Linked DNA regions of Bombyx mori: region 2 is linked to region 1. A link is a contact called in public Hi-C data. All regions are on one chromosome and are shown on one strand. Each heading gives the region's core, a stretch centred on a gene start, on an enhancer-like site or on the middle of the called end of the contact. The rest is flanking DNA. Distances are from core to core; before and after follow the strand shown.

Region 1 (5,725 bases), core at 878-3,377:
GCGTCTAAGGAAATAAATAAGCTAGCATACGCGACTTGCTGTGCGGTTAAATTATAAAATATATATATATAAATAGTATATATAAAAATATGCAAATAAAAAAACATACACAAATTGATCACATACGAAAAAAATTAAAACGCTACTCAAGAATTTCGTTACATCGAATTTTATGAGATTGGTTTTTTTTTATTGTAAATCTACAAAGCAAAGGAAAAATAATAAATTTTAATGGAACTACATTTATTGGCAGTTTTTTTTTAATATATTTCTTTTGAAGTGCAGCCACCTTAAAACATGATGTGACTTCAAGATGTGTAACAAGTTTAATTCAGTTCAAGCGATTTGTTTAATGATTTAGTACAGTGTTTCCCAATTAGAGCTCCAGAGGTAATCTTAAGCACTCAATAAAACAAGAAAAATTATATTATTAACTTTTAAGGCATTTAAGCCTTCGTCAAACAGAACGCGTAATTAGCGCGCGTCAGAGCGCTAAACTGACTCCGTGCTATGACCCCGTGATGTGTTGTACTAATATAGTAACATACCGTCAAACAGAGCCCCAACGCTATAAGTACGCAGCGCTATGTCGCGGCATTAGGACGCTTTGACGTCAGGCGTTGAAATTTTTTACAAATTTTATTTTAGCGTCCGAGTGAATGTGTATTAAAATACTAGATAATGCCCGAAAAAATGATATAAATAGTTAGAAAATACCAATGCTTATACAATGCCACATCTGAATCACTCGATTTCTTAATACTTTTAAATTTTCACACTGCTATCGAAAGGCACTATGATTTGGCGAATACGTTGCGTCGAGGAGCGTTAAGACTCATCTAGTCAATTGGTGTGACATGAAAAGAGCGCGACGTTAAGTACGCGGCGCTAAGTACGCGTTCTGTTTGTCGAATGCTTAACAGATTTTCAATTTGTAATGTGAAAAATATTTCTTACCGGTGATAAAAATCGCACATCGATTTTTAGAAAGAGACAATCAGCTAATTTCGGTTTCGTATAGCATTGTCTCTTTCGCTCGAAACACTAAAAATCCGACCGCACATTACCCCGGTCTAGGACAAACGTCGCACGGGTAGTGTGCGACAGAGATAGCGCTCTACGACTACGCAAATACTCGATTATCTCTTTCCAAAAATCGATGTGCAATATTTATCGCCGGGTACTGTATTAATTCGTATTTATTTTCTCATTTCAAACTTAATCGGGAATCGCTGTTTTAGCCTTTACACTTCTAATGTATGTAAACAGAGCTGCTAATGCAAGCGCGATTGTTTTGTGACTCACCCGAAATTGAGCTTCAGAGTGTTCCCAAGGCTAACGAGGCTCGAGGAGACCGTCCCGGCGGGCACCGTCTCGCTCCTGTGCAGTTTCCTGCGCACAGGAAACTATCGAGGTTATCTTGTCACACGGACGCGTCGCCCCCCTAACCCGCCGCTGTGGGGGCGGTGTGGGGGGCGACTAGGTATTTAATAAGTTCATTTATTTTATCGAGCACTTTCATTTAAGATTCTTTTTTATACGTGATACTGTTTATAATTATGTTGAAATTTAGGAAGTAGATACTTAAAAAAAAAATGGTGTAATCCGAAATACCCAATTCTTCTGCATTAAGTACGAAAATTGTTTTTTATGTTTGAATGGGTCCGGTTCAAGGTGGGACAATCGGCTTCTAGACATTTTTCTTTACGAAATTTACTGGTGGTAAGTCGTCGTCTTCTGAGTCCGAACGGGTAGGTACCGCCACCCTTCCTATTTCTGGCGTAAAACAGTAATGCTTTTCGGTTTGAAGAGTAGGGTAGCCGTTGTACTGAACTGAGGCCTTTGGAACTCTAGTCTCAAGGTGGCGGCATTCACGTTGTAGATGTCTATGGGCTACGGTAACCACTTAACACTGGGTGGGCCGTGAGCTTGTGCACCAATTTAAGAAATAAAAAAATTGGTTCCCAATAATAAATTGATAAAGCTATCAATAATATAAATAAAAGTTGAGTGTTTACGGGTGCAAAATGAGTAAATAAAAAAGGAATATGTATACCCTAACTGTTCGGGCGGATCATCCTGGAAGGAGTTGCTGCGGCGATGGAAGAGCTTAGGGCTGACGCTAAGCTCGTGCTTCGGCAGAGGAGGGTCCGCGGGGGAGGGGGTGCGCGGGGGCGCCGCCTCGTCCGGGACAGGGGGGACGCTCAGGGCACCCAGGGGGTCGTCACTTAGTACTGGTGTTCTTGGCGATACTCTGCGATGTCAAATAAAGAAACCTTATTTAATACATGGTTAATTGTAAATAATGTATCGTCTAATGCGATTACGCAATATTCATATATGTGTGTTTGTCTACAAATAAAAATATATATAACAGGAGCATTCAGAAAAATATGTGTTTCGCTAGCAAATTTTTGTATTATTATTTCACTTTGTAAGTTTGTACTGGTGGATTTCATGGAACAGAAAATATTTGACAGATGCTTGAATCGTAATAACAATATTTTCAAGATAAGATTGCGTATACATTCATAACGTCGGTCTACCGATTTCACCTGCTCGAGGGAAGATCTTCCTTATTTCGTAACGTCCCAAAAGTTTATAAGAATTCACATATAAAAACCGATAGCACACGTTTCATATATAATATTTTGTTTTAACTGAACCAAAGTCGTGAATAAGAAACTTTTATGTTTTAGAATAATGTAGAATAATTTAGAAGATGAAAATAAAAAAAATACTCGGTTAAAAAAATTCTATATATCAATAAAATTCTGACCTGAGCGGAGAAGCCTTCGATGTTTTCAACGTCTCAACATCCACGTCCTTGTCAGATTCCTCAGGGAAGCTCAACGCCCTCGAACACTTCGTTTTCGCGTTCGAAATACCTAAAACAAAGTTTCTACATTGTTTTTGAAGTGAAACTTCTAATGTGACTTCCAACAAGGTTGCGTTAAGGGTTTAACGTTTCTGGGGAGGAGAAATAGAAAGAGACAGAGTGAGTGTGAATGCGTGACACTCGTACGCTTGCGCGTAGTATACCTGTTACAGGCCAGCGCGAGCCTTAGCAACGAGTAGCGTCCAAGAAGGATTAAAAAAAAATATATTTTTTTATATCTATCATTTAAAATATACATAATATAAATGTTGAAGATGTCGCGTCTCTTATACACAGCATTCCCTATTACAAGAGCAATCTGTTTTAAGAATGAAAAATGAAGAAAACCACAATACTACACATCGAAAAAGAAGTTTCACTTCATTCACGAGCACCAAGTTTTTTTTGGTCACGATATATCCGTTATTGTAACGCAATCGAAGTAGCGACGTATACTGAAGAGCCTGGTGCTAAAGCCGGTCAACATCAGCCTTAAGCTTAATCTTAATTAAGTAAAAGTGCTGCGCGTTTGCTGAACTGTAAATTTCCAAGCTCTGATTTAATTTAACGTCTCAGTAGCTGTGACGATGGTAACACGCTCCCTCACAAGCAAACCAAAAAAAACATTCAATGACTAGGTAAGCTAATGATGATTGATTACTCATCGATTTAGAAAATATAACTTTTCTAACTCATTTTTAAGAGACGCCGTTGACCCCGAAAGACCGGACGCCTGTATTTTAATTATTTAACAGCACGCTCGATGAAAAACATAAGTAAAATTGTTCACCCAAAAATCTTATCCTTATGCTTTGAGGAGTAACGCTACCTGAAAAACGATTCCTTACACACTAAATATCCATCGAATTTTAGTTTATATTAAATTCGAAGAATTCTAACGTAATTGAATGTAACATTCTATGTAGATGATAGAACAAATAAAGCTTACCCGTAAACGAAAGCCTCTGCAAGTTCTGCACTATTTGAGCGTCTCCCGCGAAACTTTCTGATCTCGTTAGAATGCGAAGATCCGATGGACTGTCAGGGCTGACGTGGATAGTCTAAAAATAATAAGCAGTCAATAAACTCATAATATATAAGAATACGCATATACAACCTGGCCTAGACTTTTCTAATGACGATTATATTAATAACTAGCGAACCCGGCGAACTTTGTTCCGCCACACGGTTTGTTTCAAACATATCAACTGGTCAACTTCAAAATTTTACTTTATTTAACCATAGAACGTTTAGCTGTCAGTTGCATTTTGTTATTCCATATCAGTTGCGTTTTGTTATACCACGTTTTATGTCACGTCCCACGGGAACCCGATAAAAAGTCAAAAACTGGTATTCAATTCATCAACAATGGAGTGTGAGGTCAAATAGGCAGCGGCTTGGCTCTGCCCCTGGCATTGCTGAAGTCCATGGGCGACGGTAACCACTCACCATCAGGTGGGCCGTATGCTCGTCTGCCTACAAGGGCAATAAAAAAAAAAATAAAAAAAAAATAACACTCATGGACATTAAAATAAATTTCCGTTTATTCATTTTAATGTTTAATTGAATACAGACCTGTCTTTTATCCGACACAGTAATAGGCGAATCTGGCTCATCGTTCCCTAGTGAATTACTTCTCGGCCTTGTCGATGAACTTAAGTCGGGGTTCGACGGTACACCTGAATGATAAAAATAATAATTACAATTTTTTTTTTAGTTTGTAGTCAACAAGTTGTCCAGTCTATGAGATATGTCAATTTTTAAATAGACAAAGACAATTATAGTTAACTTTTTTTCTATGCATTTCGTTGATTATACGGAATACCCAGCCCATTGAATTTCTCGCTGGATGTTCTCATTGGGTCGCGTTTCCGAACCGGTGGTAAAATCTGCGAGGCACTTCTTGCTAAGGCCAGTGTTAGCAATACTCCCGGTTTGAGCCCCGTAAGCTCACTTACTAATTCGGTGAATCTAGAATAACCCCTCGAGGTTATTAGAATAGATGTATTACTTACTGGTGGTAGGACCTCTTGTGAGTCCGCACGGGTAGTTACCACCACCCTGCCTATTTCTACGGTGAAGCAGTAATGCGTTCCGGTTTGAAGGGTGGGGCAGCAGTCGTAACTCTACTGAGACCTTAGAACTGATATCTCAAAGTGGGTAACGCATTTACGTCGTAGATGTTTATGGGCTCCAGTAACCACTTAACACCTGGTGGGCTCTGAGCACGTCCACCCATCAAAGCAATATAAATAAAAAGGAAAAAAAACAACACGGTAACTTTTCAACTATGCCAAAGGATAGTTTTTCGCTTCTTATTTATCGAAGAATTTTAGTGTAATCAATAACCAAAGCCATTTGTCGTGTCAGTATCGTAATGTACCGGAGATGAGTATCCCGGCGGCGGCGCAGAGTGCGTGCGCGGGCGGGCGCGCGGCGGCGCCGGCCCGCACGATGTTCCCGCGCCGACACAGCGCCTCGAACGCGCTGCACCGAGCCTCGTTCTCGCGCCCGCACACTGCAATATTAGTTTTTTCATATAGCCCATACATCTAAAATGTTAATCTTATAGAACAATATTTAACAGAAATCTGTGGCGGTAGCAATCATACAACACAAGATATTTGACAAATGGCGGAATCTCACTTATGACATTTTCAAAATAACCTTGCCTTTACATTTGCACCGTCGGTCTACCGAGCAAGATCCCCCGCTCGGTGGAAGATCTTACCTATGTCGTATATCTCCCCACAAATCTTATGCTAAAATGAACGCTATTAACATTTACACTAGGATATTTTTCGACTTTGATTTCCACATAATCAAATAACTTATTAATTTTTACCG
Region 2 (5,725 bases), core at 1,791-4,290, 570 kb before region 1:
CCTGTTGCTATTTTCTACAGAAAACCAATCATGGTCATTTATTCCACTAAAGGAAGAATCTCCATCATGTTCCCTCGCTCCTGGATATCAGAAATATAAATAGCAAATTAAATGGCACCATATATCGATATCAAATCCTGTTTAAAGTAATTTTCCAATAAGTATTCCAGTATTCCAATTTTGTTCATACTTCAACCTCATGTTTCGAAGTAGGCCGTCCCAATTTTGATATGTTGGAGATGAGTCTTGATTACTATTTAAGTAAAAGTAACCTGTTTACTATTTATCTAATTGGACTTTAATATATTCTTTAAAATATTCATAGGAAGCAACTATGGAAGATGATGACGTACTATCACTGTCCCCTGAAACACAGAAGGCGAGGCTCAAACATTTAGAGGATGAATTTGAAACTGAAATGAAGAAACCAACCGAAAAACTGAAACCACGCATGTATGGCCCACTTTGGGAAAGTAGTGATGGTGGTAAGCCTAGTAAATGCGTTGACGCTTTATGGAATTACTTCTCGAAACTAGCCATGGTTATTGATGATCCAACGCCTTTCTTACAACCTTCGAGTGAACCTGACGAACAAGAGAAAAAAAGAGTTAAGAAAAAGAAACCTGTTAATTCTGAAAACAGTGAACAAAACAATAAATCTGAAAAAAAGAAAAAGCCCAAATCAGAGGAAAAAGAAGGAAAATCGCCTAAAGTTGAAAACAAAAAGATTGGTCCCGAAAAAAAGAATCAGCCTGGCATAAATATGTTTTTAACTAAATTAAAGTCTTCATGAGTTTTCACTTTTCTGAAATATAATAGAAAATTGAAAACTCTTGATTGCTTAATGCTTCAATGTTTGACCATATGATGCAAATGATTCATTTGTATTATTTTATTGAATAGTAAATTTAATATGATATTTCATTTGTAATTGAACAATATTTAAATATTTGAGCATATTATTTTAGTATTAGAGCTAGTTACATTAACAAGCAGCATTAGGTGATTTCTGTAAATAAATAAGCTTGATTTTATTTTAATGTATTGCCTAGGTTCTAATTTTATTTCAACATTATTATAAACCCATTTCTTAATATTGTACTTTTTTTGTTTTCATCCTGATATAGAAATTATAAAAGAAAGATAAATAGAATAATCATCACATAGCTGTGATGTTAGATTGTTTATATTTAATTTAGTTAATTAGGGTATACCTATGAATAAATAATAAGTCTATTTATTCATAGGGGTATACTAAACACAATGTACAGAACAGTGATTGATATATCTGTTCCGGGTTGAGATATCAATCTTGTGTCAAAGTGGGAACATACAATAAGGGTTAAAGGTATAAATAACTAGTAAATTAATCTGTGAATAATAAGTAGTGTCCTTTTAAAATGCCACTACACAATATGAATGAAGTTGATCGATAGTTTCAACAGAAAACTATGTTGAAGATACTCTCTAGTGGCTGTTGGACTTTGAACCACATTACTTCACTCTTCATTACACTGAATTGCTTTAGGTATTTTTGCGGGAATATGAGCAAAGCTGTCTGAATAGTTTTGTTAATTTAGTGTTTCTTCAGGTTTAAACGTGTAATAATAGTACATTATTTACTGTTTGGCATCTTAAAATACACAAATTTGGAAAAATTAAACAGCCGTTGGACGTGGCTTCATAAGTTCTTAAAAGTCCACTGAAGTCTCAGTAAATAACCATAATCTTACTGATCCTTTATTTCATCTCATCTCGTTTCATTTAATTTCATCTCAATTGATTACAGTCTCAAATGAATAAACTAAATTAAATCTCATTTCGCTCCATTATCTATACTTCTATACTAATATTATAAAGAGGAAAGATTTGTTTGTTTGTTTGTTTGTATCGAATAGGCTCCAAAACTACTGAACCGATTTGAAAAATTCTTTCACTGTTTGGAAGCTACACTATTCCCGAGTGACATAGGCTATAATCTTTTTTGAAAAAAATTTGGGATCCATACTACATTGCGTGCCCTGCGAAAACTATTGATGACAGAATAAAATAATGTACTACGACTTTGTAGAACATATTATTATTTACAAAAAGTGTCGCGACAGCATATGTCTAACTATTATAGTTATGCCACAATAAGTGTTCTTTTATATAAAAAAGTAAAACAACGTCGTTGAAATTTTTGCTAAAGATCCGAGCGAAGCCGGAGCGGGCTGCTAGTTTTTGATATAACAGAAAATTTCAAATTTTCTAATTATTTATTTTATAATTGAAGGTAGGTATTTAATAATTGAAGATTTTTATAAACTGGACATTGGCAACAATGGTATCGCAAGAAGCCAATTGCCATACATAAAAGACGAAGAATATCTTAAAGCAGCATGTCAATGAATTTTAATATTCTTATTCCAATCTAATAGTATTTTTCAATTTTTATTTTTTCTCATGATTTATGTTTGATTTTTTAATTGCATAAACGAGCAAAGCAGCTCAGAACTTGGAGAGCATAACAAGCAAAGCAGCTCAGAGAGTTACTGGAGCTCATATAGATCACAACGTATTTCTATAGTACTACTTGCAACGTAGATAACCACTATCATTTTTATGAAATAAATTAACTTCCTATAAAGTTGCCTGGAAGAAATCGATTATATTTCGATTTATGACATAACATCAATATTCTTGTTCATTGTTTTGTACATACCTACCTTAACCTTTACTTAAATTTTTGTTTGTTGAAGAAAGAAAAAAAGATATGAGAATTCCGAACATAAATCATTTATTATTATTATCAATATTTTGGTGATTAGATAATTTTTATTATTACTTGTTAGATTTGAATTTTTTGCGAGTAGTAGTCTGAAAAAAAAATTTGCTCAACTTGGTTTCTCGGTAAATTATAGAATCTAGTTCTATTTTTTTTTTATAACTTCAGGTTTTGTTTCAAAAGAGTAGTTAAGCTGTTTGGGTCACATTCTCTTTGCCTATCCAAAAGACGAATCAAAAAAATGTCATATCTACTTACGGCAAAAAATTTGCGAGTGACGAATATTCGATTTACATTTTCTTTTCAGTTAAGGTTTTTTCCGACATTAATTGCTGGGTTTGGGACTCTTTTTGAGTAGTTTTGTTTGTGTTTCAATTTTTTTGTAAGAAATACCGTTGCTGTGTGAACGTTATAAAATAATGCCTTGACAAATGGGTATTTGATGAGTATGAATCTTGTTTTTTCTTACAACGCTTTTTGTTGTTCATAAATTTTGCGGTGTTCGATGAAATTTCCATTTAAAATTAAGAAAAACTTCGTTTGAATATAATAATTGAATTCAATTCATAATGGCTCCTTGCTACATCCTTTTTGTTTAAGTATTAATAGATTTTAAATATTAATCATTAGTATCATAATTAGGCACTCTAACCAAAAATTTTACTCAAGAAAATGAATAATCCAAACAACAAAAACATTGTTTTTTTTATCAGAAACCAATAGTACAGATACATTACAGTATATAGACAGTAGATTATATTTAAGGGGAAAATAGTGTTTTTCTTTTTTAACACTTTCGAGATAACCTAGGACCTGAAATAGCTTATTTACCAAAACAAAAATGTCTTCACAAAACTTAAAGACGCAGGCATAGCTGGCTTACACTGGCAAGAAACTTAGAACTTGTCATTAAATTTCCAAAAACCTCAAAAAAATTAAACCCTCTTATTTAATAATAAATCAACTGTTGTAGATACTTCATGGATGAGGGAAGATCTAAAAAATCAAAATGAGTAAGATGTCAAAGAACAAACTGAATTTGACCCTTCCACCAGGGTCAATAGACACAAACCCAGCTGCCACGCCATCTAACATGACACCACAGCTCAAATCTGCTACTGCAAATGAGTAAGTATATAAATAATGAAACTTCGTTATGAGGTTGAAGTTATTAAATAGGGATTTTAATAATCTTTACAGCAGTAAAGTATTATTATCAAACCTAAAATTATTAAGAAATTCATTATTATAATTATAGAAGTTAAATTTTTGATTCTCAGATATCATTAAAACACTTGTTATGGTTTATTTTCGTATTTATTATTTTCATTTTATTATTTCCAACATTTCTAATGCTTTACATTACAAGAGTTAAACAGTTTATCAGTTTTTATTTGTTAATTGCTTAGGCAGGTGACCAAATTCATAGCCTACCTCTTTATATAGTGATAAATATAGCCAATGAACATCACAACAATGATATTATGGTCCTCCATATAAATGGAATGGCACCAAGTATATACTGCATTTCTAGCTTCTTAATAATATATATAAGCATATATATTTACATTGAAATTTTTTATGTTACTGTAAAATTGTTGTAGGCGGCAAGGGTTAGCAGGCAAGTCAAAGACAAGTATAGAGGCTTTAACTGAGAGACTGGAGCAAATTGAGATGGATGATACTCAGAGGCGCAGGATAGAAGTATTCCTCTGTCAGAAAGAGAAGATTGGAGAGCTGAGTGATGATGACTTTGAGAAGCTTGGTGAATTAGGTTAGTGATTTTATAAAGTATCTAAAATAATATTTGTACTAGTGAGTATTTTAATTTTCTGCTATTTTTAAATTACTTTACTGACAACTTCAAAGTTTAACTTGGTGATGACCTTTAAATGCTTAATTAAACTTACCCTATAATTGGTAATTTCAGGAAAAGTAAAAAATGTAATTGAAAAATAAGAATAACTAAACTATATAAAAGAATTACTAATTATATACATTGTTAGTGACTTTTAATTATTATAAAATTTCAGGCCAAGGCAACGGTGGAGTTGTAATGAAAGTTCGTCACAAATCTACCGGACTCATCATGGCACGCAAGTTGATTCATCTCGAAGTGAAACCGGCTATAAAAAAGCAGATAATCAGAGAGTTAAAAGTACTTCATGAATGTAACTTTGCACATATAGTTGGCTTCTATGGAGCATTCTATAGTGATGGCGAGATCTCTATATGCATGGAATACATGGATGGAGGGTCATTGGATCTTATATTGAAGAAGGCGGGAAGAATTCCTGAATCTATTTTAGGTAACGTTTAATTGATCTATGCTACATCAAATTAATAATTAATCGCTAGAAATTCTTACATGTTAATACAAATCATCTATTTGTATTATTTTGTATCTTTGTTGCAATATTCCATTGCATATGTCATTAGTTGTAGTTGAAAGGTTGGTGCCACATATCTGTTTATTAATGTTGCTAAATTACCTATTCTGCTAGAATGCTACAAGAATATATTAACTGTTGATTTTTCTTTAAGCTAATCTTAAACCACTTATTGTTAGTTGAGGGTATTCTAAAAAAAATCAGCAGTGTTGGTACACAGCAGCTTGCTTGAGCTCTATTGGAACCATATAGACGCTTGAAAGGCAAACGTGACTAAGTGACAATAACTGATTTGTTCATAAATGATACGCAAATACCATATTCGATGCGCAAAAAAAATATATTTCTAGGTCTATTAAAATCATTTCAATCCTACAGCTAGACTCGTTAAAATAGAATTTTTTTCAGGTATTTCAATTTTAAATTAGTCTACTGTAAAGTTAACGCATTGTCGCTTAGTCACGTTTGCCTTTCAAGTGTCGATATGAATGCTTCAGTGATCAGCTTGCACATTAATATATACTAACTTTTGTATATTTCTATAACCAATGATTAGAATAGACCTTAA

Evidence for each region. Hi-C and Micro-C count contacts between places; a contact is called where the count stands out from the background.
Region 2: a contact with region 1 is called in a Hi-C map of whole pupa, with 2.7 times the contacts expected there. The contact joins the promoter of Mek here to the enhancer-like site in region 1. A contact is called at or near these places in 2 of 7 Hi-C or Micro-C datasets (middle silk gland and whole pupa).

What each region holds. Positions count from the first base shown.
Region 1 is chr21:5,698,628-5,704,352 of ASM3026992v2, reverse strand. LOC101738898 (DENN domain-containing protein Crag) reads right to left here. Exons shown (of 34, transcript XM_012693346.3): 21 at 5,262-5,396; 22 at 4,454-4,557; 23 at 3,828-3,939; 24 at 2,780-2,888; 25 at 2,057-2,254; 26 at 1,306-1,380. Among protein-coding and RNA genes, the nearest start is that of LOC101746488, 17 kb to the left of the region's middle. Within about 2 kb of position 2,127, at least 3 of the 8 cell types and tissues checked have open chromatin away from gene starts, as enhancers often do.
Region 2 is chr21:6,274,073-6,279,797 of ASM3026992v2, reverse strand. It overlaps Mek (MAP kinse-ERK kinase), which reads left to right and starts at 3,040. Exons shown (of 9, transcript NM_001043457.1): 1 at 3,040-3,213; 2 at 3,741-3,895; 3 at 4,369-4,541; 4 at 4,801-5,076. The coding sequence starts at 3,777. It overlaps LOC101739324 (chromatin assembly factor 1 subunit A), which reads left to right. Exons shown (of 6, transcript XM_038018440.2): 6 at 326-1,094. The coding sequence ends at 793.